2 separate regions of the Sus scrofa genome follow, and region 2 is linked to region 1. The links are chromatin contacts, called in public promoter capture Hi-C maps. All regions are on one chromosome and are shown on one strand. Each heading gives the region's core, a stretch centred on a gene start, on an enhancer-like site or on the middle of the called end of the contact. The rest is flanking DNA. Distances are from core to core; before and after follow the strand shown. Region 1 holds the start of TMEM254 (transmembrane protein 254). Region 2 holds the start of SFTPD (surfactant protein D).

Evidence for each region. Promoter capture Hi-C pulls out the DNA fragments that hold promoters and counts their contacts.
Region 2: a contact with region 1 is called in a promoter capture Hi-C map of liver, with 6 times the contacts expected there. The contact joins the promoter of SFTPD here to the promoter of TMEM254 in region 1. A contact is called at or near these places in 1 of 5 promoter capture datasets (liver), 7 of 47 Hi-C or Micro-C datasets (alveolar macrophages, embryonic fibroblasts, liver and 2 more) and 1 of 2 datasets of contacts at active chromatin or transcription factors (alveolar macrophages).

What each region holds. Positions count from the first base shown.
Region 1 is chr14:81,936,747-81,944,416 of Sscrofa11.1, reverse strand. It overlaps TMEM254 (transmembrane protein 254), which reads left to right and starts at 3,974. Exons shown (of 4, transcript XM_003133087.4): 1 at 3,974-4,147; 2 at 7,367-7,470; 3 at 7,656-7,670. The coding sequence starts at 4,058.
Region 2 is chr14:82,047,990-82,054,860 of Sscrofa11.1, reverse strand. SFTPD (surfactant protein D) reads right to left here and starts at 3,327. Exons shown (of 8, transcript NM_214110.1): 1 at 3,289-3,327; 2 at 297-498. The coding sequence starts at 495.

The DNA of each region.
Region 1 (7,670 bases), core at 2,725-5,224:
TTTTATTAATTAGGACAATCGAAGTTTTTTTCTCTTGTTAACAACTTCTGAAACAAATGACATGACCTAGGGAGATAGTAAAAATTAAATTACAGTTTTTGGTGACCAGCAAGGGCTAGTGTGCCTGCAGCATAGAAAGCAGGCAGGTGATGTTTGCAGCAACCTCAAGATTTATCGCAGGGCCCCAAGCAAGGGAGTGGAAGACAATTCTCAGATCCACTCCAACTTGGTCTTTGAGCTGGGGGTTTGTTCTGTTTTGTTTTTTAAAGCAGAAGAACGAAGATTTTGGCTGGGATTAATAATCATCTTAAGATATTTCTGTGACATTTCTTAATCATAGTCAGGATGTCTCTGGCTTATGATTCTCAGGCCACAGGGTCCATGCCTCTGGAGTCTATTAGCTCATCCTATCCTGGAGAAACAGCCTGAGTTTGTACATTAATGATTTCTACAAGAGCAGTTTTAGCCATCTGATTCTGGTTGATTAGTGTTCAGTTAGCACAGGACTGAGGTCAGAAGGGACAAAGAAAAGAAAGTTTTGGATAGAGAGATTAATCAAAAATTCAGTTCAATATTTTGTAATAATCTATAATGGAAAAGAATCTTAAAAAGAGTATAAAAATACACATATATATGTATAGATACACACACACACGTATAACTGAATCACTTTGCTGTACACCTGAAACTAATACAACACTATAAATCAAGCACATTTCAATAAACATGTTAAAAATAAAATTAAAATAATCATAAACTTGGTAAGAAAATTTGGTTTGGAGTTCCCGTCGTGGTGCAGTGGTTAACGAATCTGACTTGGAACCATGAGGTTGCAGGTTCAATCCCTAGCCTTGCTCAGTGGGTTAAGGATCCGGCATTGCTGTGAGCTGTGGTATAGGTTGCAGACGCGGCTCTGATCTCACGTTGCTGTGGCTCTGGCATAAGCTGGCAACTACAGCTCCGATTGGACTGCTAGCCTGAGAACCTCCATATGCCGTGGGAGCAGCCCTAGAAAAGCCAAAAAGACCAAAAAAAAAAAAAAAAAAAAAAAAAAAGAAAGAAAGAAAATTTGGTTTTAGGCAGACTCAGTTTCAGTTTAATCCAGAAGGATCAGATATCATGTTAATCAACAGAACTTTTGACAGATGACTCTTGACAGATATGAAGGCAGCCAAAAGGGAGGCTCTGGGTGCCTAGAAGAAGGAAGATGCTATTAACATAAATGGGGGAGGCTTGGCTCTGTGGATAATAGTGGGCTTTTTGGCTTTCAGGTATGGTGTCACATCTAGTAAAGGTGACCAGCAGGCAACTGGAGAGGGACTGAGACTGGAGAGATTTTTTTAGAATCTTCCAGATGGAGGTGAAAATTAAAGCTCAAAAGGACTGTAAACACAGAGAGAAGCTAACAGGAAACCCGAACTCGGTTTCTTTCCTAACTATGAGAAAGACACAAGAGTTCTGATATCTAGGGGACAAGAAGGAAAAGAAAAGCTGAGAAAACAGATGTTCAGAGAGGAAAACCAAGAGTAGTGCGATGAAGGAAGATGAGGATAAGAAAAGCTGTTTAGCACTGGTAACCCTGATACTGACAGGCACTGTGGTTTATCTGGGAAATGGATTGTGTCACATATTCTGGAAATCCATTCTTTAAAACATAACCAAATACATTCATGCAAAAATGAGGACAGAGAACCTTGCCTATTTCCATGTTGACTGATGAAGTTCTGAAAATATTCCACAACTTATTTATTTTTGTCTTTTTGTCTTTTCAGGGCCGTACCTGCAGCATATGGATGTTCCCAGGCTAGAGGTCTAATCCGAGCCTTTGCTGCCGGCCTACACCACAGCCACAGCAACATCAGATCCGAGCCACATCTGCGACCTACACCACAGCTCATGGCAATGCCGGATCCTTAACCCATTGAGTGAGGCCAGGGATCGAACCCGCAACCTCATGGTTCCTAGTTGGATTCGTTTCCACTGTGCCATGACGGGAACTCCCACAACTTATTTTTAGTATGGTCCTTAAGAGTGCTGGAACACTCAGCTACCACTTGACTCCCGGTATACCTACCCACTTAGATGACTTTGGGTACTTCTTGGTATTCAGTTTCCTATCTTTCAAATGAAGGACATTGGTCTATAGCATAGAGTTGTTTTGAGAATTAAACGAGCTAATCCTTCCAAATATAGTACTTAGAACAATGCCTTGAACATAGTAAGTGCACAGCGAGTATCAGCTATTGCTTCATCCATTTTTAAGGCCCAAGTGAAACCATCTTTTTCTGAAGTCTAATCAGAACACACTTTGGTCTGATATGCCTCCCACCTCACACTGATGATATAGCACTTAGCACAGGGGCCTGGCACAAATGTCAAAAGCTCAGTAATATTAGTTACATCCAATACTTGTAAAGCACTATGGTCCACACACTTTTGTGTGTGCTATTGACTGAAAGAAAAATGCACAGCTGTGAGCTGAGTTTATTCTATGATTTACTGAGGACTACAGCCCAAGAGACAGCCTCCCAGATAGCTCTGAACAGATAAGAGGAAAGGCCAGCATATATAATTTTGGCTAAGGAGTACGTGCAATCAAGCATTCATCTTGGTAGAAGGTTACTGCTAGTCACAAGGAAGAGATATCTCAGTAATGACTATAGTGCTTTTCTAACTATGAGAAAGACACAAGAGTTCGGGTTCATGAAATTTTTTCCTGAAATATATTTATCTAAGGGACTGTTTTTCCTGTTTTCCCAAAGCACAGAGGCCCTCACCATATACTTCATTCTGAATTCCTTTCAGCATGCACCATAGGACAACTGCAGTGGCTAATGACTTGAGCCTTGTACAACTGGATGGTGGTCAACATTCTTTGTTTTATAGTGCTTTTATTACAAGTGTAAACTCATTTAATCCACCCAAAAGCTCTGAGGTAGGAACCAGTATATCCCGACTTTACATAGAGAGAGATAAGGCACCGATGGCTTAGGCAACTATCTAAGCTTACAGAAAAAGTGGCAGAGCCAGGTCATCTATTCCATGGCCCCTGCTCATAATGGCTGTGCTATGTGGTTCTACACATCTTTTTTTTTTTTTTTTTTTTTTTGCCTTTTTTAGGGCCGCATGTGTGGCACTTGGGGTCCAATCAGAGCTACAGCTGCCAGCCTACCCCATAGCCACAGTAATGTGGGATCCAAGCAGCATCCGTGAACTACACCACAGCTCACTGCAATTCTGGATCCCCAACCCACTTGATCAAGGCCAGGGATCAAATCTGCATCCTTATGGCTACTAGCCGGATTCATTTCTGCTGCACCATAATGGGAACTCCAGTCAATACATCTTTACTGTGGAAGAGGAAGAATATTATCTCTGTTGATCTGAAACAAAGAGCCTACCAGATATTTCTCCAGAAAATATAGGCTTATTCTGGGATCTGCAAAGAATTGCAAGTCCACATCTGCAACCATGGTGAGCCCTGTGCAAGCTCCACACCCACCCACCCCCAACAAAGGGAAGGAGAACACTTTTAAGGAGAAGAAAAGGAAGTTGGGAGGGCTAGGGAAAATGAAGAGCCTGTGGGTTTTCTTCGGCTGTGTCCTTGCCAGGAAGGAAGAGGCACCTCCTACCAAATGGTCTCTGCTATCATCACAGGCTGTGAGAGTATCCCTTTCTCCCAAGTCTATTTAATTGGGGCTTCTATTAAATTTTTTATACTCCCCACAAAGCAAAGCAGAGGTTAAGTTCAAAAAAACAGATTCATAGTTATTAGAGGAATAAAGTACCAACTATCCTAACACCGTTATTTATATATTAGACTAGTTGGAAAGTGACACTCAAAGAGGGGTCTCCCCTGCAAGGTGATGACCAGTCCACCAGGCCAAAACCAGCGGAGACACAAGTTTTCTGAGTTTCAGACCTAGAGATTCTTCTCCCTCCGGGAAGGTAGATGAGAGAAGGGAGGAGCCTTTGCCGAGGCCCCACCTCCAGCCTTGCTTTCATCCAGCGCGCCCAGCGGAGGCCTGCCCGGCATTCCCTGGTATGAGCTGCAGCGATGGGGAAGGCAACTAGAGATCAGACTTACTTCCAGAGGAGCAGTCTGTTTTGGGTCACCATCATCACCGTCTCCTTTGGCTATTACACGGTAAGGGCAGCGGCCTCCAAGAAAGACCAAGCGAGGCAACAGAGCGCTCCCTTCAGCTGTGAAATCAACCCTACCTGCTAGGCGGGAGAGATCGCGCAGGCGCAATCGCACTCCCGCGGCGCTGTGAGCCCGAGGATTATACCCGGGAAGACAACGCAGGCGCGCTTGTCTGCCCACGCGTTTCGCAGTTTTGAGATCCTGAGAAACCAGTTATTCACGCTTTCCCTATATGAGGGCAGGAAAGGCTACCCACACCATGACTCAGTATCTAGATCTTTCAAGATGGTGGTGGCAAAGTCGGAGGCTGGCAGGGCTGCTACCTCATACTTCCGTACAGCCAACCCCTTGCCCTCGCTGATCACGATCCTGGGGCTGGGATATTTCGGAGTAAGTTATAGTGCGGGTTGGTGCATCTGTTTTGGCCCTCCAGGCTCCCGTAGAGCGAGGGACACTGGGGTGGGCGGGAAGTCTTGCGCTTGCGTACCAGGTGGTTGCCTAGGTTACTGGTGTAAATGGAAGTTCGGTGGGCTTGTAAGGAAGGTCTCTGCCTAGAAACTGTCTCTGTCTTTGCGTTTCCACAGTTAGGAATGACTTAGCTAGGTCTTAGTAGAGCTCCAGGAGAAGGAGGACAAGTTGGCAGACAGTGCTAGGCCTGCCAAGTCAAACTAGGGCTTCAGAAGCAGAATGTTTGAGGCAGTTGGATTTGCTTGGAAAATGGGGAAAAACCTAAAGAATGGGTAGGATTTAATTTGTAAAAAGGGATAGAGCGGATATACATGTTACCGCATAGATGTAGAATCAAGAAGACAGAAAATCTCTGCAAAGAGGAAGAATGACTTTTACTTAGTCAGAATTCATTTAAAGGATACAGGAAAGATACCCAGAAAAGTAGATTGGGGACTAAATTGTGATGTAAGAAGTTTTCACATATTGAGGTGTAAAATCATTCTGGCTAATACATGATTAAAAATTTCCTTTCGACTATAATAACTTGTTTTGTGGGCTATGAAATGTGGATTATATATCTGCTTTAACAAACAATGCATTTAAAAATCAAAATCAGGAGTTCCCGTCGTGGTGCAGTGGTTAACGAATCCAACTAGGAACCATGAGGTTTCGGGTTTGATCCCTGGCCTTGCTCAGTGGGTTGAGGATCCGGCGTTGCCGTGAGCTGTGGTGTAGGTTGCAGACGCGGCTCTGATCCCGCATTGCTGTGGCTCTGGCGTAGGCCTGCGTCTATAGCTCCGATTCGACCCCTGGCCTGGAAACCTCCATATGCTGTGGGAGCGGCTCAAGATAAGGCAGAAAAAAAAGACAAAAAAAAAAAAAATCAAAATCAAAATCGGAGTTCCCGTTGTGGCTCAGCAGAAAAGAATCCCACTGGTATCCATGAGGATTCGGGTTCGATCCCTGGCCTCACTCAGTGGGTTGAGGATTCCGCATTGCCATGAGCTGTGGTGTAGGTCTCAGACACGGCTAGGATCTCACCTGACTGTGGCTTAGGCTGGTGGCTACAGCTCCGATTCCACCCCTAGCCTGGGAACCTCCATGTGCTGGGTATGGCCCTAAAAAGCAACAAAAAATAAAAATAAAAAAATAAAAATGGAGTAACTGTGATTCTGGCATTCAAAATGGACCCTTCCCACACACCTTCCTGCTACCGAGAACTTGAATTTTCTGAACTGTATCATACTCAAGGTAACCACCAGCTATTCTCAAAACAATATGTTAGCAGCTTCCAGTTGCAACCCTTATGGTTTCAAGGTTGTCCCTTGTTAACTATATAGCCATTTTGGACCCCAACCAATCCTGCTTAACAAGCACCCTTATTTCTTGATAGCTCCAATTATAATTCTTGACAAACAACTTATGTAGATTTCTATTTGTTTGTTTGTTTTAATAAGCTTCCCCTGTTTTGTAGTCCAGCAGGACACAACTCTTGAATCTCTGTCCCCTGGGTTAGAGTCCTTAGATTGGTTCAAATAAAACTCTCTTCCATTCCTGTTATAGATTGCTTATTATTTCTGTTGACAGTTGGTATAATTTTGAAGGAAAGTAAAGCTAGTTGGAGATTGCCCAGGAGAACCAGGAGACTGGGAATCAGACGTGTGTTTGTCATATTCACAGTGCTGTTGTTGCCAAATCTGACCACTTTTGTCCACATTTTCCTATATGCAAAACAGTGGTGTTGAACCAAAAAATTTTCAGTTACATTTCTGTTCTGTAATTCTAAGTAGTTAAGATGATAGATTGAGGGAAGCTTTGGGGGTTTCAGGTTAGAATACTGTGGACCTGGCAGATGCTGCCCCTTCCATTTCTTTCTGTTTTGGAAGATGCAGTGACATTTTATGCTTTAAATTTTAGGTGTATAACAACATAGTGGGAGGGGTTGTACTGCTCTTGGTTTAAACGTGAATGAGACAATAAATTTTAAACCTGTTGGCACTTAGTTATTCTCAGCAAAGCCTAAATTGGCAGAGGTTACAATACAAACTGAGGGAAAGTTGATAAGATTACAAAAAAACCTTATATAATTAAGTAATTACTACTGACACTTCACAAACCTGATTTCACTTATTTTCTAACTGCAGTGGATCATTCCCAGTTTTAGAGGTCAAAAAAGTGAAAAAAGAGAAAGATTCTAAATTAAACAGAGGTTTGGAGTTCCTGCTGTGGCGCAACTAGATCAGTGGTTTCTCAGGAGCACTGGGATGCAGTTCCATGCAGTGGGTTAAGGATATGGTGTTGCCATTGCTGCATCTGCAGCATAGGTTGCAACTGCAGCTTGGATCTGATTCCTGGCCCTGGAACACCAGATGCCTCAAGGCAGCCAAAAAGGAAAACAAAACAAAACAAATCAAATGGAGATTTGGCTCTAGCCATCGTTTCTGCAGTAAAGAAGCTAGCCAAGGCACATAAACCCTCAAAATGTGTTAACCTGTATAAAATAATATTTGGGGTGGAATTCATTAAGAACAGAAGTCGGCCTACCTGGGCACTAAGTCTGATAACCACAGAATTTCCTCGCCATACATCTCCCACTCGAATCGCTTTTAGAAATAGAAAACAGAATGGATGCCCAGATGACTTAGTTCAGAGTTTCTTTGGTCTGTTACTTGTTCTTGTAGAATCAGGATTATTTCATAGCATCTCTCAAAAATAGATATTCACCCATTTAAGTGACCTAATAGGCAGTCTCTGATTCTGGTTCTCTTTCAGTGGATGGTGTTCTGGCCTGAGAGTATTCCTTATCAGAGCCTAGGGCCCCTGGGCCCCTTCACGCGATACTTGCTGGACCATCACCACACCCTTCTTCACAATGGGTAAGGAGCGAGGCAGAAAGGGAATGTGGACCCTGAAGCTCCCGTCTCCCTCTAGCCTGGAAGGCCCTCAGTTGCCTTTAAGAGTGGTGCTTCTTCACATGAGAGCACTTTTCCCATGGAGGTTTCTATGTTCAGTTTCATCAGCAGATAACCATGACCTTAAACCAGGCTAACTTTTGTTTCAGGTATTGGCTTGCCTG
Region 2 (6,871 bases), core at 2,078-4,577, 110 kb before region 1:
CAGTCATTTACTTACTGTTTGCTCATTCTTGGAGTGGGTGGAGTCAGAAGACCCTAGAGGAGGAATCAGGGCAGGTGGTGATGGGGGGAGGCACTTGGGGGCTCGGGGCAGCCTGTCTTTGCCAAGCCAACCAGCCAAGCCATGTTTTGGGTGGGCTGAATATCTGGGAGAAACCCACCTCCTTGGGAAGAAGACCATCTCCAAAGTTTCCACAGCAGAATTCTCAGTTTCTGGGTTGGTTACAATTCCAGCGCCCACCCCTCTCCACCAAGACAAGCCCGTGGGCCCAGCTGTACCTGGATCCCCCTTCTCGCCCCGAGGGCCCTCTCTCCCATCCCGACCATCACGACCAGGCAGGCCATTCTCCATGGGGCTACACATGACCAGGGCGCAGGCGTTGGCCACTGCTCTCTGGGAATAGGTCTTCATTTCTGCTCCCAGTGACCTCGGGGGCTGTGTGAGCAGGATCAGCACGGAGAGAGGGAGGAGAAGCATGTCCTAGGCAGGTGAACAGAAAGAAAGAGGAGGTGCTCTTGGTCCTAGCACACAGATGAGGGTGTGGTCCAGCTCCTGGAGGTCAGGAGAAGCCCCTCCCCCAGCTCTTCTCCCCATCTCTGGGACCAAGAGCAGCAGCGCTCTGGAGGCAGTTTAGGGACAAGGTGGCAATAAGTTCTGGCCCGGGAAGGCATGAGTTAACCAGCTGGATCTCTGACATGGGCTGCCAACAGCAGCCACCTATTCTCAAATACTCTGTATCACCCCTTTTTGTGACTCCCCTTGGGCACTGCCAAGGGCACCATGGCTAGAAAGTAGAATTCCTCACTGAGGCCATTTGTCACCTCAGGAAGGACTCACCAAGGGCCCTTAGGCAGCACCTTTCCCCTCTCCAGACTTTCTCTCCCTTTCCGATCCATCAAGGTGATTGGCTCAGCTCCAACAAGGCAGAATCATTTCCTCTCTCTTGCTGCCTTGGATGGACTAGTCCTGGTCGTCTGCGCTGCTGTCTGAAAAGCAGCCAGAGACCTGCATGCTTGGTGAAATATGTCCTGGGCACCAGATGGCTTCATGTTTGTCAGGAGACTTGCCATTTCTGGGCTAGACACTCTCCATGAGGAAAGTCCCAGAGAGAACCCAGGCGAAAGTTCTCAGAGACACTAAATTAGTGGCTGGAGAGACCGTGGGACACCTAGAGCCCTGCTCAGACCTCCTGAGAGAACTTGGAACAGGGGCCCCTTGTGGAGGAAGGGGACACAAGAGATGGGCCCAGTCAGAGGAAGGCTAATTCTGAAGGGCAAAAAAGAGCAGATGTCCCACAAGGTATCTGGTTACCATCTGAAAGGAACTTAGGAACTAAGTGAGATTAGGGGGGTGTTCAGGACAGGGGTCACTCCCACTACGGAGCTTCCTTCCTCTCTTGGAGAGAAACGGTAAAGTTATGAGCAGAAAAGGCTCATAGGAGTTGGAAGCTGGTAACAAAGCCCGCGAGGGACCTGCCAAGGGGAGGAGAGTCACCAGGCTGGCTGAGGTGGTGGGAGGGGAAGGGCTTCTTGGCCAGAGAAGTGCTCCTTCCCTGAACTGCCAATTCATTGCTGTGGATGAGCCCTATTGTGCACTAGCCTCTATCGGGTTTTTTGTTTGTTTTTTTGTTTGTTTGTTTGTTTGTTTTTGGTCTTTTTTGCCTTTTTCTAGGGCTGCTCCCACAGCACATGGAGGTTCCCAGGCTAGGGGTCTAATCAGAGCTGTAGCCGCCGGCCTACACCAGAGCCACAGCAACTCGGGATCTGAGCCATGTCTGCAACCTACACCACAGCTCATAGCAACACCAAATCCTCAACCCACTGAGCAAGGCCAGGGATCGAACTTGCAACCTCATGGTTCCTAGTCGGATTCGTTAACCCCTGAGCCATGACGAGAACTCCCCTCTATGGCTTTTTAAATTTAATTTCTTTTTTTTGGGAGGGGGGCACCTGCAGCATATGGAAGTTCCTGGGCTAGGGGTTGAATCGGAGTTGTAGCTGCAGGCCTGCACCACAACCACAGCAGCGCCAGATCAAGCTGCAAGTCTGGATCCTTAATCCACTGAGTAAGGCCAGGGATCAAACCCACATCTTCATGGATACTATGTCAGGTTCTTAACCTGGGGAGAAACAATGGGAACTCTGTCTTTCACTTCTTTTGGCTGCCCTGTGGCATATGGAATTCCCAGGCCAGGGCTCAGACCCAGCTGCAGTTGAGACATAAGCTGTAAATGTGGCAGCACCAGATCCTTAACACACGGTGCTGGGCTGGGGCTCAAACCTGGGTCTCAGTGCTCACCAGACGCGCCGCTGATCCCATACCACAGCAGGAGCTCCTGTCTTCACTTTTGAATCCACCACTTCCTCAGGGATCCTGGGAGTCTCTACAAATACCCAGATGGGTTCTCAGGCCAGCTGCAGTTGCCTCATTGTACTTGTGGCAGAGCTCAGTCATGGTACCAAAGGACCCAGGCCAGCACCAGGACATTTGACCTCTGACCTCAACACTGGGGCCCGAAAAGCAAAAGGTATTCTGCCCAATGGCTCAAGATGGGAGGGAACGTATCATCACCCACTGTAGCAGGAAGGGCCTTGGAGAGAGAAAACTTACAGGTTTTCAGACCAAAAATTCAGATGAGGCATCTTACCTGGGACAACAGAGAGAATGGGAAGATCCATAGCCCCTTCAATATACATGATGTTCTGTTTATACCAAACTTTCAGGTTAAGATTTTATTGGGGAAAAAAACCAATGACCCCTCTGAAAATTGGTCGAAAAATCAGTGACCTAGTCCAGAAAGCTTTTTAAGATTGAGGCTGAGAGAAGCAATGTTTATCCATGCCTCACGGTCATTAGATACCGGGATGGACTTAGAACTGACAGAGGGACACCTGGTCTGTTTCTCGGCTACTACTCTCTCTGAAGAAATCAGGGATGGAGAGGAGCCAAGAGGAAAATGAACTGCATTTTCCACGGGGGCTTCCAACAATGGCATTTGAGGTCTGGTTGGGTATCATACCCAATTCACCTACCCTGTCCCAGACCAGGAAACAAATCTCCCCCTGAGTTAAGAGAGCAGAGTGTGGGGAAGAAGAGTGCTCCTTATTACCCCACTGTGCCCCCCACCTCCAACACCCACCCTCCTAGGCCTGAACAGCTCCACAGACCCTGCCTTCCTCAACACTGGTAGGATAAGCCACCCATAGAGGCAGGGAGCTACTCACTGGACATCAGGAGAACAAAAGGAGATGCAAGACCAGAAACACTCACAGTTGCGTCCTCTAGAGCTCCAGAATCTCCAGGCAAACTAAAGTTTTCTGGGCAGGCACTGGCTATTTATGACTGCCCTGTAACCTGGGCCTCCCAGCCCCAGTTTCCTGAGAACCCTCTTCAAGAAGTAGATAGAGCAATTTTCTTCCTTGTTGACTCACTCGATCACCTGCATTCTGGACACCTGCCACTGATGTTCATAACACTACACACCCATCACCTTAGAGTTTATAGAGCACCTCAGTCCACGCTCTCATCTGCATCTCATTGCAACCCTTGGAGTTAAGTGGCAGCAACAGTGTCTGTATTTTACAGATGTCCAGGAATTCAAGGTCCAGAGAAGACCAGCCAGTTGCACAGTGACCTACAACTATTGCAAAAGCAACCTGCATCTGCAGAATCCAAGAGCCAGCACCTACTGTGCCCACTTCTCTTCCCCCTTCACCTCAACATTACTGCCTAGATATTAGGAAAGAGCTGGGAGCTCCTTGTATACCTGAGTGGGAGTAGCCTTGTAGAGGAAGTGCTAGGTAGCAGCCTGGGGTGGGGGCAGCGGTTGGAGGAGCTACCACCTAGCAGGGGTCACTCTTTTGCTCTCTGCTCTGGATCTAAGAGTGCCCCCTGCCACTTGCCTTTTGTGGGATGGCCTTCCTTGCCCAAATCTCTCCATCTCTTTAGCTTGTGTTTGCCCATTACATTGCTCTAGTGGCCAGTTTGGACCCCTGAGCTGCTGATACACTGTCGTAACCATCCCCAGGGTAACTCTAACTTCTAGTGACTGTAGGGCATTTCCCCACCCTACTGCTGTGGCTGTCAGCTCTGCTTGCTTTTAGATCCTTGTGACTTTATCTCTTCCATCCACCCTTTGCCTAGGTCTATACACCAGCAGCCGCATGTTTCCAGTCCTTTCCTATGGGCACCCCCTTGGAGGTGCTGACTTGCTCCTAGCTTTTGATGCCATCACCTTGTATACTGTGGAACCTATAAAGCCAGTTTTCCTCAGTTGATAAGAAAAGGTCTTCTGTTTCCCATGTTGCAATTTTTTGAAGCAGGATCCCATAGCAGAGCACCTGGGCCCCTAATGTTTGAGCCCTTTCATCACTAACACAGCCCCCTCTATTCTAGGATGTTCTTGTGCCCCTGGAGATCTAAGTCAGCATGGAGGCTGAACTGAACCCTTGTTCTCCTCTCCCCACAAATCCTAATTGTCAAGTCTTATCCTGGTGGCTAGACAAAATTCTTATTTAGGATGACCCTTATTAAAGGAGTCCTATACTTTGTTTCTTCCTGCAAGCTGACTTCTGTTAACTGCTAACTCCTAGGGTGTCAGATTCATCCCTCACAATGCCCTTGGACCCCATTATAGCAAAGAATATGGAGTTTCTTTATCTAACTCCACATTCCACCAAGGTCCAGGTCTACTTATGATCCAACCCAGACACTCATGTTCCAGTGAAAACCTTTGCTTTTCTCAGTTACACAAGTGAGAAGAATCAGATTTGATCTGATTTTATATTTTGGGCTGCACCCACAGCTTGTGAAATTTCCTGGGCCAGGCACTGAACCTGAGCCACAGTGGTCACAATGCCAAATCTTTAACCGCAAGGCCACCAGGGAACTCTGAGAATCAGATTTTAAATGGTGATCACAATGGCTTTCATGCAGAGGATCACTGGCTCACCCTCTCTTCCCAAGATGAGGTCAGGATAACTACATGCTTTCTTTGGGAGCTAGTCACCACTGCTGCACTGCAGCCCAGCAATATCAGAAACCCCTGGTGGATTTCATTAGCTGCACCTTTGTCAGAGCTAAGCTGTAGCCTCTGGTATTTTACCAGCTGATTGCCCACATTACTGTGGAAACTCCCAGCTCAGTGGACATAGGTATAGTCAGGTCATCCAAGACGGCTGTTCTCTTGCTCTCTGTACATCACCAGCTCGGCCAGACCCTACTTCACTCATGTGACTATCCAATCCTTTTAATTATAGATCTTAATTGGTAAGTACCCACATGCTTTCCCCTGCTCCAGCTGCTGGTTTCCTTGGCAACTGGTGAGCCAACTTGACGTCAGTTCCCCCATAAATGATAGCCTCCTCCCACCAGCAATGAAGTTTGCTGACTGTCCTGCCATACACAGTGGGGGTGTTGCTCTAGGACCCTTCTGCTTTGGAGATGTAAGATCCCCTGTCCAATAAGCCACTGATGGCTCTGTCAGTGTGTCTGGGCTCTTTCTTCCATCTCAAGGTTGGGCAACTACAAGGCTTGCAGGCCTGCAGTGGGTGGGCAGCCCAACAATTGAGGAGCCAGCCAAGAGGCCAAGGAAACTCCTGTGAGTGCCGAGATGTCAAGAAATAAGGAAAAGGTATGGAAAGTTAGGGGGGTAATCCTGAAGTGGTCGTCCACTGCCATGTGGGGTCCTGTGGCATCTGACCACCATGAGAGATGTCTTTCTCTTCCATTATATTGACATTGTTAGCCACAGAGTCTCTTTCCAGCTTAAAAGTAGCAGCCTTGTGCTTGTGGTTTGTCTGATGGCATGGGGATGGCTGGTGAATCCAGACAAAAACTCAAGGACCTAGATTAGCCACAAAATACAAGCATACCCCTGACCCAACACCCCTAAATAATTGGAGACATAGACGTTAGGGATATTATCTCAGAGATAGGCTTATGGATTGGACATGGCCAGTTTCCCAAAAGGGTTTGGTTGTGGCCTGTGGCAATGGCAAAATAAGAGTATCCTTGGGTCCCATCTGCAGAAGGGGGCAGAGCAACAAGCAATAGTGTGTGCTAGAACAACAGCTGTATGTAGTCTACAAAGTGTTTCAGCAGGTGGACGGCATTATAAAAGGCCTACCAGAGTCATCAAGAAACCCTAAAAAGCCCACTTTACTGGCCAGGAAGTTTTGGAATGGGCCAATAAAAATGCCATTCCCTGACATTTCCACCTGCCCTACAATCCTGGTGCTGCCGGGCGAATTGAAGGATGAATGAACTCCTTAAATAACAGAGGCTGGAAGCCTACTTTTTCAATGGGTGGACCAGGAAGCAAATCAAGCCTACAAACTGAACATGCCAAGAGCAATCAGCCCAGGGCCTACACCATGTTAACCCAGAGACAACTAGTCAACACCATCTGAGTTCAACTGTTGACCACTCAAGGACAAGTGCCAACTAATGGTCAGGACAATAACTCACTTTTGCCCTTGTCACAGGATCTACCCTCGGGGGGACATATTATTATAAATGGCCCTGGAACTGGCAGATAAATCCTCAGTGGTATGGATTTGCCACCCCCGTGTGGATTAGGACTAGAAAGGGACTTGAAAGATTTCACCTGTCTTCTACCCAACCTAGGACTACTAAAGTAATTAATCCAGGTTCCCTACTGGAGAAAGGCACCATTATATTAACCCAGTGGTCTGTTGTTATACTGCTCCTCCAATATTCAGCACAGGCTGTGGGTGGGCAGGTGGGATGGTACTACTGCAGGCCAGGTTGAACAATAGGCAGGGTGGTATGATCTCAGAATGATGATCATGCTTGTATTTTGCTTCATGGTCATGATCGTCTGTATATTACG